Linked DNA regions of Drosophila melanogaster: region 1 is linked to region 2. Evidence: chromatin contacts called from public Hi-C data. All regions are on one chromosome and are shown on one strand. The core of a region is the stretch at or near the end of the contact, and the rest is flanking DNA. Distances in the headings are between cores, read along the strand shown. Region 1 holds the start of mRpS35 (mitochondrial ribosomal protein S35). Region 2 holds the start of dos (daughter of sevenless).

Region 1 (4,455 bases), core at 1,421-3,920, 190 kb after region 2:
GCCCATCTTGAATGAGGACACTAAGCCTGCAGAGCCGAAACCCAACGAGGAGCATGAGATGAGCGATCACACCCAGAACCATGTGAGCAAATTGATGGCCGATGCTGTGATAGACGTAGAGTCCTCGCCCAATCTCAGGGCAATGAAATCTCCAGGGGGTCGGGAGGAGGGCATTGAGATATTCTACTTCCCGGATGAGCCCAAAGAGAAACGGAAATCCACGTCCGCCAAGCTGCAGACCAAGTCACTGATGGTCGAGAGTCCCTCGGTCATCGGAGACATCCTGGACTTTGAATCGAATGTGATCTTGCAGTCCTACTACCACCAGAGCCAAGTGCAACCGCAGACATCACTGGGCTCCCAGGTGCAGCAGGAGCTGGGTTCCCTGGGCAACGCGTCCCTGGAGGAGCGGGATTTCGACATCATACACGACGAGGAGATTTCACGCATGGACAAGTTCGGTGTCAAGCAAATTTACATCTCCGAGGACCCTTTGCAGATTGTGGACAATCACTTTGAGCTGCCGCATGAGAAAGTGGACCTGCTTAGGCCTCCATCTAATTTCCCAGTGGCCGAGAGCACTTACACCCTTTGCGAGATGACATTCACATGGCACCTTTATGGCGGCCGGGATTTCCCCGATGAACCACTCAAGAAATCCTCTTCGTCGGCAACCAGTGGCTTTGGCATGTCCGATACCTACAAGTATGGCGTGTCTCAAGCTCAAGAGCAGGATAAACAGGACAAAAAGGGTTCCAAGAAGGGTCTGCTCAAACAACCCAAAGGATCGCAGCGCAATCTGGAGGTTCTAGTGGAGATGCAGCTCTCCAAGATTCGATTCTCCTACGAAACCTATCCGTTGACCTCCATGTACTCGTCCCGTCAGGTGCTCCTTGTGTCGGAAATTGAAATAAGAGATAGGTTGCGCTCCTCGGACATTAACAAGTTTCTGTACCATCCGACGGGCAACAATTTATCCCATAAGCCGGACGAGAACATGGTCATAGTGAAGGCTCTGAATGTGCGTCCGAATCCGCAAAAGAGCTCCGCGGAAGAGTGCTCCCTGAGGGTCTCCATTTTGCCCATAAAACTCAACATTGACCAGGATACTCTGCTCTTTCTCGAGGACTTCTTTTCGGGCATGTTCCGAAACTCCGCTAGTGCTGCTGGTGGCACCAAAACGGAGGGCAGCAGTTCGTCGGCCACGGATATGCCGGTGATGTCGGTGAGCAAAATGCCGGAGGAGTTATCCGATAAATTGCCCGATTCGGAAGTTAAGGAGATGGTGGAGAGGAACCTGAATGTGCTGATTGAAGAGAACAGCTTGGATGTGGAGTTGGAGGAGGATCCTGCCACGGCTCCACCTGTGTTCTTCCGCGAGGTGATCTTCAGTCCAGCACTACCCATTTGCTTTGACTATCATGGACGGCGGATTGAACTCTCCCGCGGACCGGTCACCGGCCTAATCATGGGTCTTGCCCAGCTGCAGGGATCCGGAATTAATTTGAGGGAAATTGTGAACCGCAGAGGCATTCTGGGATGGAACAAACTGTGCGAGTTCCTGGCCAAGGAGTGGCTGAAGGACATCAAGCGGAATCAATTGCCCAATATCCTAAGCGGGATTGGACCCACGAATGCGGTGCTGCAGCTTTTCCAGGGTATCTACGATCTTTTCCGGCTGCCCATCGAGCAGTACAACAAGGATGGACGAATTATCAGGGGATTCCAGTTGGGTGCCCAGAGTTTCACCGCTCGCACAGCGCTGGCTGCCTTGGAGATCACCTCCAGGATTATACACCTGCTGCAATTCACGGCGGAGACTACCTTCGATATGCTATCTGCAGGTCCTTCCATGAAGAAGCGGAAGGGCGGCAGGCAGGGCAAACGGAGGCGACAGGGACGACCCAAGGACCTGCGCGAGGGCGTGGCCAACGCCTATACCATAGTGAGAGAGGGCATCAACGAATCGGCCAACACACTCATCGAAGCCGCCATCACGGAGCACGACCAGAAGGGCTACAGCGGAGCGGTGGGCGCGGTGGTACGCCAGATCCCTCAGCTGGTCGTCTGCCCGGCGGTGCTGGCCACCCAGGCCACCACCAACATCCTGGGCGGCGCCAAGAGCTCGCTGATTCCGGAGGCCAAACTGGAGGCGCGCGACAAGTGGAAGCAGGAGATCCACTAGGCAACTGCTTCACAGATCGACTAGGTTAACGGTAGCTATAGTTCACGGGGCTTACAGCATAACGCAATGTTTTCTATTGTTTTACTAATAATAAATAATGTACATAAAAGGAGCACTTGCACGAGACGGCGAGGTGACGAGGGATTTGGGATCCCGAACGGTGATTCCGACATGGGTGTGATTGAACTTATCCTTTTTAGCCATATTACAGTACATGAGAGTTATATTTTTTATTATTTTACCTGAATAAATATATATATATATAAAAGAAAAAGATGACGTATTTCTTCATGGTGCTGCTAAAAGTTTAAGAACGGATACTATTCTAGCAAAATTTAACCGAACTACCAGAATTTATTAAACCCTCAGCTAAAAATGAAGTACAAATAAAAACAACTAGCAGTTTACAAAATGATTTAAAAAGACGTTACTTTTATTTGTATGCTTCTCTGTGAATGGCAAGTTTCTGTAAACAGCTGATTGCTTGCTATTCGGCGCGAATGAATGTTCGTTGGCGCATGGTTTACGTAAAAGCCGCATAAATCGCTGGAAATATTAGTTAAAATTAGGTATCTAAGCTTAAAATTAAACATAAAACCATGTCCAGTGCGCTGACTCGCCTGTTGGAGCGCCTGCCACTGAAAAAACAGACGGCGCAAAGCGGTATTCGTGTTTTTTCCAACCAGGAGCAGCGGCAAGAAATTGAGGATGATGAAGGTAAACAATTAAGTTTCCCTGGCTTACACGTTTTATAATGGATATATCTTCCTGATCGGCCAGAATTCCGAGTGCTCAGCCTGCGGACGGTGAAGCAGCAGATGCAGAAGCGCCAGCAGGTCCGTCGGGATCCCATCACACCGCCGCGCACTGGCCGCATGGCGGTGGATCAGGACTGGACGGCCGTTTGGCCAGGACCACGTTCGTTCCACCCGGCCAGTGTGCCTCTGCCACTGCGGCAGGGATTCACGGAACGCGGAGCAGCAGCTCCGTCGAAGTTCGCCAATGCAGAGCTGATGAAGATACCCAACTTTCTGCACTTGACACCGCCGGCCATCCGTCAGCAATGCGAAGCCATCAAGAAGTTCTGCACGCCATGGCCAAAGGGTCTGGAGACAGAGGCCAAGTGGCAGCGCCACTTCCCCCTGGAGGTCACCACCACAGACTACTGCCAGAGTTTGCCCACGATCAGGAATCCGGAGGCCAGGCGCGTCACCATTACCCTGAAGCTCTCTGACCTGAAGTTCGATGCGCACGCCAGGGATAAGTTCCTGCGCCTGGTGGGCGATCGCTACAACAAGGACACGGACCTCGTTACCTTCGTCACGGATCGCTGTCCGCAGAAGAAGCAGAACTACGACTACGCCCTGTATCTGCTCACCGCTTGCTATCACGAATCCTTTGTCACCGAGCCGTGGGAGGCCACCAAATCGGAGGCCGACATGGAGGTCTATCTGTTCGAGCGTAACCAGTCGAAGGTCTCCGCCGAGGGAATCCTCAACTGGAACGCCAAGAAGGGTGCTCCAAAAGTGGTTCCCAGCAAGTCATTCGCTGAATGCGTGGAGAAACTGATAAACGAAGGCGAAAACGAGTACAACTTGGGCAAATACAAGGAGGAGGTCAAGAAGATGTTGAACATTGCCTAGGAAACTGGATAGTTGAGTGAACCAATAAAGCGAGAAGTTGTTAAAAAATAATCATAACAAGTATTTGAATGTTACAATATTTATCTTGTTAATAATTTTGAATTGAAACTGGGCAACCATGTAATCCCCCTTTACGACGCCCCTCCTTCGTTGTGAATGTCCGAACAGCTGTTTACAATGAAGGCGTGCCCGTGTGAATGGCATTAGAACAGCGCCAAGAACAGAACCAAAAAAACCGAATTTCCGCGGACGTGGAAGCAAACTTTTGTTTTGCTATGCTAATTAGTATTTTAGTAGTTAATAAGTTTATTCAACCCCGTTTGGATGGAGCTTTGAGTAGAATACAGTCGTAGAGAGGTGAGAACAAACTCCTGATAAGAATTCACCTGCTGATGACGTTTCACCTGATTAAAATTATAAAATCCGGAATTATAAACAAAGTTAGTCGCTGAAGTGTTTCTAAGTTATAGTACATTCATTGACATATGTCTGCGATAAGGTAACTATCCAGCGGATGTTCCTTCAGCGCAGTTAAATATCATTTCTATTATCTTAACTTTCGTATTGGTGAAAATGACTCGCCGCTTATCTTGTATTTTTTGTATGTGCGACCCAAAAAGATACATA
Region 2 (4,696 bases), core at 419-2,918:
TGCAGCAATGGGTCGCGTTATTCGTGCACAGCGTAAGGGAGCTGGTTCCGTGTTCAAGGCGCACGTGAAGAAGCGCAAGGGAGCCGCCAAGCTGCGTTCCCTGGACTTCGCCGAGCGTTCCGGCTACATCCGCGGAGTTGTCAAGGTGAGTAACGTGCTCCTAGGATCACCAACTACACCTATCCGTTTAATGTGGATGAGATCACTTGCATTTGGCCATGCCACATTCAAGAGACGTGCTTGAGCACCTGTGCCAGCTTACTAGAAGTTACTTAGCTCACTTGGCTTAACTGCTTTTGAAGTGTAACTAAGCGAATCGTACTTCTTCCATGTTTCAGGACATCATCCACGATCCCGGCCGTGGCGCTCCTCTGGCCGTCGTCCACTTCCGCGACCCCTACCGCTACAAGATCCGCAAGGAGCTGTTCATCGCCCCCGAGGGCATGCACACCGGCCAGTTCGTGTACTGCGGCCGCAAGGCCACCCTTCAGATCGGCAACGTGATGCCCCTCAGCCAGATGCCCGAGGGTACCATCATCTGCAACCTGGAGGAGAAGACCGGTGATCGCGGCCGTTTGGCCCGCACCTCTGGCAACTACGCCACCGTGATTGCCCACAACCAGGACACCAAGAAGACGCGTGTCAAGCTGCCATCCGGCGCCAAGAAGGTCGTGCCCTCGGCCAACCGCGCCATGGTTGGCATCGTCGCCGGCGGCGGTCGTATCGACAAGCCCATCCTGAAGGCCGGTCGTGCCTACCACAAGTACAAGGTGAAGCGCAACAGCTGGCCTAAGGTGCGTGGTGTGGCCATGAACCCCGTGGAGCATCCTCACGGTGGTGGTAACCATCAGCACATTGGTAAGGCCTCCACCGTCAAGCGAGGCACATCCGCCGGTCGCAAGGTCGGTCTCATCGCTGCCCGTCGTACCGGTAGGATCCGTGGTGGCAAGGGCGACAGCAAGGACAAGTAAGCTCTGGCTGCAGCAGGATTCCGGCGTGGCGCAGGTTCCGCCTGAGATCTGGGTAGTGGTCGTGCTCTGCTGTGCGGCGTCGTGGAAGAAATTGCTATTCTACATGGATAATCTGTATGTTCTAGGCATACGCTTGACACGGCAGAATAAAACGTATTTGTAAAACTATACTTCGTTTGCATTTAAAGTTTTTAAGATTTTAGTTATTAGCTTTTGTTTGGATTTATTATGCTGATTTATTAGGTAAATACTTATGTTATCTGCAAATTCTTGTTTTCAAACAAAGAAATACTTGTGTTTTTTGAAATATGTATACATATTTTATATGGGCTATTTGTGGACTTATTTTTAAAATACTAGATTGAACACGTTTCATATGGCAACCAAAAAAGGTTTTGTTTTGTTTTTTACAAGATTGTAAATACTTAATTTTTACAACTCAAAATTATAAATAGTGCCAGTGTTGGGTAATGTCAACTACGGTCACACTAATCTAAAACAATTTGAAGCAAACGGTATATTACACTAAGTTCAAGTTTTGAAGCAATGGGGCTTACACCAAACAAATATATAAATAATAATAACTTTCCGCCGAATATAAGCGTTCGCATCTTTTATTTCGATATATCTTAGACTTAGCTTAAGCCTATCGAATACTTATTCGATATTGCCTCGGAAGATCTATCGCAAGCGTGAGGCCCACCTCTAGTTGGTGTGCGCGGAGTGGAGTGAAATAAATCGAAGTAAATTGCGTCGAGCGCTGCAAAATAATGGATCGCACTTTCTACGAGGGCTGGCTAATTAAGTCGCCGCCCACCAAGCGCATTTGGCGAGCAGTAAGTTTCCGAAAATGGAAAAACGTAGGCTTTCGAAAACCTGAGCGTGTGTGCGTGTGTGCAAGTGCTAAGGAATTTTCCTGGAAACCCCAGCTCAAAACGAAATCAAAATGAAAATTCTGATCCAATCAAATCAGAAATGTCCACTGATTAGTGAAATGTGCAAAGAAAAGAGAGTCGCAATTGGCTAACGGTAAACTTGAAGCCGGAAGAGAAATACCGCAATCTTTGTCCATCGATTGACTCACGAAAATGATAAAAAAAAACGATGGATAATGGAAGTGGCATTTTTTTACAATTACGCTAAGCCTGTATTGGTGCCTGCCTCAGTGTGTGTGGGTTTGTTTGGCGTTGTTGTTTGTGGTATGATTTAATTCATTATTAAGCCGAGGGATTGCAATTCCAGTATTCCAGTTGATTGGAATGCAAACAAGTTGAAAACCGCAGCAGAAATTGCAAAATGTGAATGAATTTACGATGGCTTCCTCTGCGTTTTTCCCTCTCTCTCTCTCTGTCTCTCTCCCCACCACCCTCTCCGTCACCCAGTTTCTTTCTGTTTATGTTTGCTTTTGGCGTGGGAACGTGTTTTTTTCTTTTGCCCTGGTCTAAATTTACGCTTAATTAATTTTTCGTTTAATGTTTACTTTAGGGAGCCGTTCGTGTATTAAATTTCCGCCAACTGTTGCGTTTAATCAAATTTACTTGCCCCGTATTTCGTGTGTGCATGTTTTTTATGCGCATATGTGCTTGTTTTTGCTTTTTTATGTGCACGGACGATAAGCCGGATCAAGCACAAAACAATGTGCAACAACAGCAACATAAACTACCGACGATGACCAAAAAAACAATGACGCACTTGTCTTTCCAGCTCCTTGTTGTTGTTGATTTTGCCTATGCTAGAGATGCGCTGTTGTAGTGTCAGCATAATAATTTTTATTTACAGTCCATCATAATGTATGACTTATTAGATTTTTGGATTAATTATTTTTTAAACATTTAGGGGATGAATAGTTGAAAAGTATGTTTGCTTATATTATTAAATATAAATAGAATGATTTGCTCAGACAAATAAATTTTACTGGATTTTAAACTAGTAAAGCTAAAATATAGAAGTTCTCCCTCAGGAGTTCGTGACACGACACTCTGTAGTGTGCCCATCTCTAGAGCGTTCATTTGAAACCACTTATAATGGATACGACAGTTCCAAGAACACCCAAACCGTTGATCAAAAGGTCTGCAGCACAGAATTTTCAGTTACAGCAAACCCACTTTATGGTTTCACTGTACTCAATTTGTTTGCTTATGTTGAGGCGTGCAATAGCGTCCAAAATGGTAGTATTCAATCACACTATTTTGAAAACTGCTTAAGATTATACAATATAAATTAAATAACTAACCTCTTGACATCAAACTTCGTACAAAATATGGAATATTTTGTTGTAAAGGTTTACAGCAGCTATCTAATTTTAAAAACAACCCTTTCCGGCGCGTTAAAAGTAAACAAATTTAGAAACATTTTAAAAATAGAACCTTTGCCCGCACATTTTCGTTTGCGTTTCTAATATCTTGAGCGCCATTGTATAAACAAACTCTAATGATGCCTCGAGAAAATGAGCTGCGTATTTCCAGCGCCTCGGGGTGCCAATTTCTGGCCTGTGTGCGGCATTATGTTTATTGTTTATAATTCAATTAAGCTTGATATTATACAGTCCGAAAAAAACCATCCATTATCAGCTGGAGTTTTACGTTTTCAGCGGGTTCCCGAACCTCTCAGCTGTTAATTTCTTAACCGCTTAACGGTAACGTGGGCGGGGGTGTTATTTCTGTGTGTGTGTCTGCTGATTACCCAAGAAAATGCCAATGCAAAATATGATTCGCGGAAAAGCAGCGCCGCTGCAGTCTCTGTTGACTCGGGCTTCATCACCCGCTTACTCACCAGCAGTGATAGTGTACTCAGTCGTTGAGCTGATCAGCCGTACCCTACCCTCATATCAACAACCGGAGTCCATCGCTCAGTAAGGGTATCTTAATCCAGAACGGAGACATCGGTACACTCGCGTAGTACGTTTATATATAGCTAAACTACTGCAAGATATAGTATAATTAGAGATAGACTTAAAGAAAGCCTTGGCGTGTCGCAAATTCTAGAAAATTTGCTAATGATTCACTATATTCTAATCATAAATACCGCATTATCAGATCTCTAGGAAAATTACATTTTTGATGCGTAAATGATATTGTAAGCATCAAGATTGTTCATTTGCTCTTCGCCCTGATGAGTAACTACCTGATGAAGTTAGTCATCACTATTCAGGCATCTTAGTACAATTTGTAACAGTGTAATCTTGTTTAATATTCTCAGACTCTTTGCAAAAGAAGCAATATCTACAAATCTCATTTTGGGGGAATTTTTGACTTTGTTGAATTGTTTTGCTACAAAAAAACAAAGACAGTTTATCGTGTGATATTTGCAATTCCACGACCCATTTAACATATGTCGCTATGAAGGAATCTTGTGTGTGTAATGGCATAGGAGAAATCACTATTGCTTTTCCAACTGTACGCCTCGTTGCAACTCTTAACGCCTTGTTTCCAAATTATCTTTGTAGCGCTGGAGGCGTCGCTACTTCACGCTGAAGCAGGGCGAGATACCGGAGCAGTTCTGCCTCGAATACTACACCGACCACAACTGCCGCAAGCTGAAGGGCGTTATCGATTTGGATCAGTGCGAGCAGGTGGACTGTGGCCTGCGGCTGGAGAATCGCAAGCAGAAGTTTCAGTACATGTTCGATATCAAGACGCCCAAGCGCACCTACTACCTGGCTGCTGAGACGGAGGCGGATATGCGCGACTGGGTGAACTGCATCTGCCAGGTGTGTCACCTACACG

Evidence for each region. A called contact is a pair of places that touch in the nucleus more often than the background predicts.
Region 1: a contact with region 2 is called in a Hi-C map of the Kc167 cell line, with 2.6 times the contacts expected there. A contact is called at or near these places in 28 of 107 Hi-C or Micro-C datasets (the Clone 8 cell line, the D17-c3 cell line, the Kc167 cell line and 11 more) and 4 of 7 datasets of targeted methods (the Kc167 cell line and the S2 cell line).

Annotation. Positions count from the first base shown.
Region 1 is chr3L:2,778,229-2,782,683 of dm6, forward strand. It overlaps mRpS35 (mitochondrial ribosomal protein S35), which reads left to right and starts at 2,671. Exons shown (of 2, transcript NM_079169.3): 1 at 2,671-2,902; 2 at 2,966-3,877. The coding sequence starts at 2,785. The coding sequence ends at 3,828. It overlaps Atg2 (Autophagy-related 2), which reads left to right. Exons shown (of 2, transcript NM_139491.2): 2 at 1-2,449. The coding sequence ends at 2,185. It overlaps Pgant6 (Polypeptide N-Acetylgalactosaminyltransferase 6), which reads left to right and starts at 4,027. Exons shown (of 4, transcript NM_167966.2): 1 at 4,027-4,327.
Region 2 is chr3L:2,587,746-2,592,441 of dm6, forward strand. It overlaps dos (daughter of sevenless), which reads left to right and starts at 1,669. Exons shown (of 8, transcript NM_167956.2): 1 at 1,669-1,807; 2 at 2,457-3,868; 3 at 4,417-4,696. The coding sequence starts at 4,591. RpL8 (Ribosomal protein L8) reads left to right here. Exons shown (of 3, transcript NM_167955.2): 2 at 1-145; 3 at 339-1,138. The coding sequence starts at 8. The coding sequence ends at 971.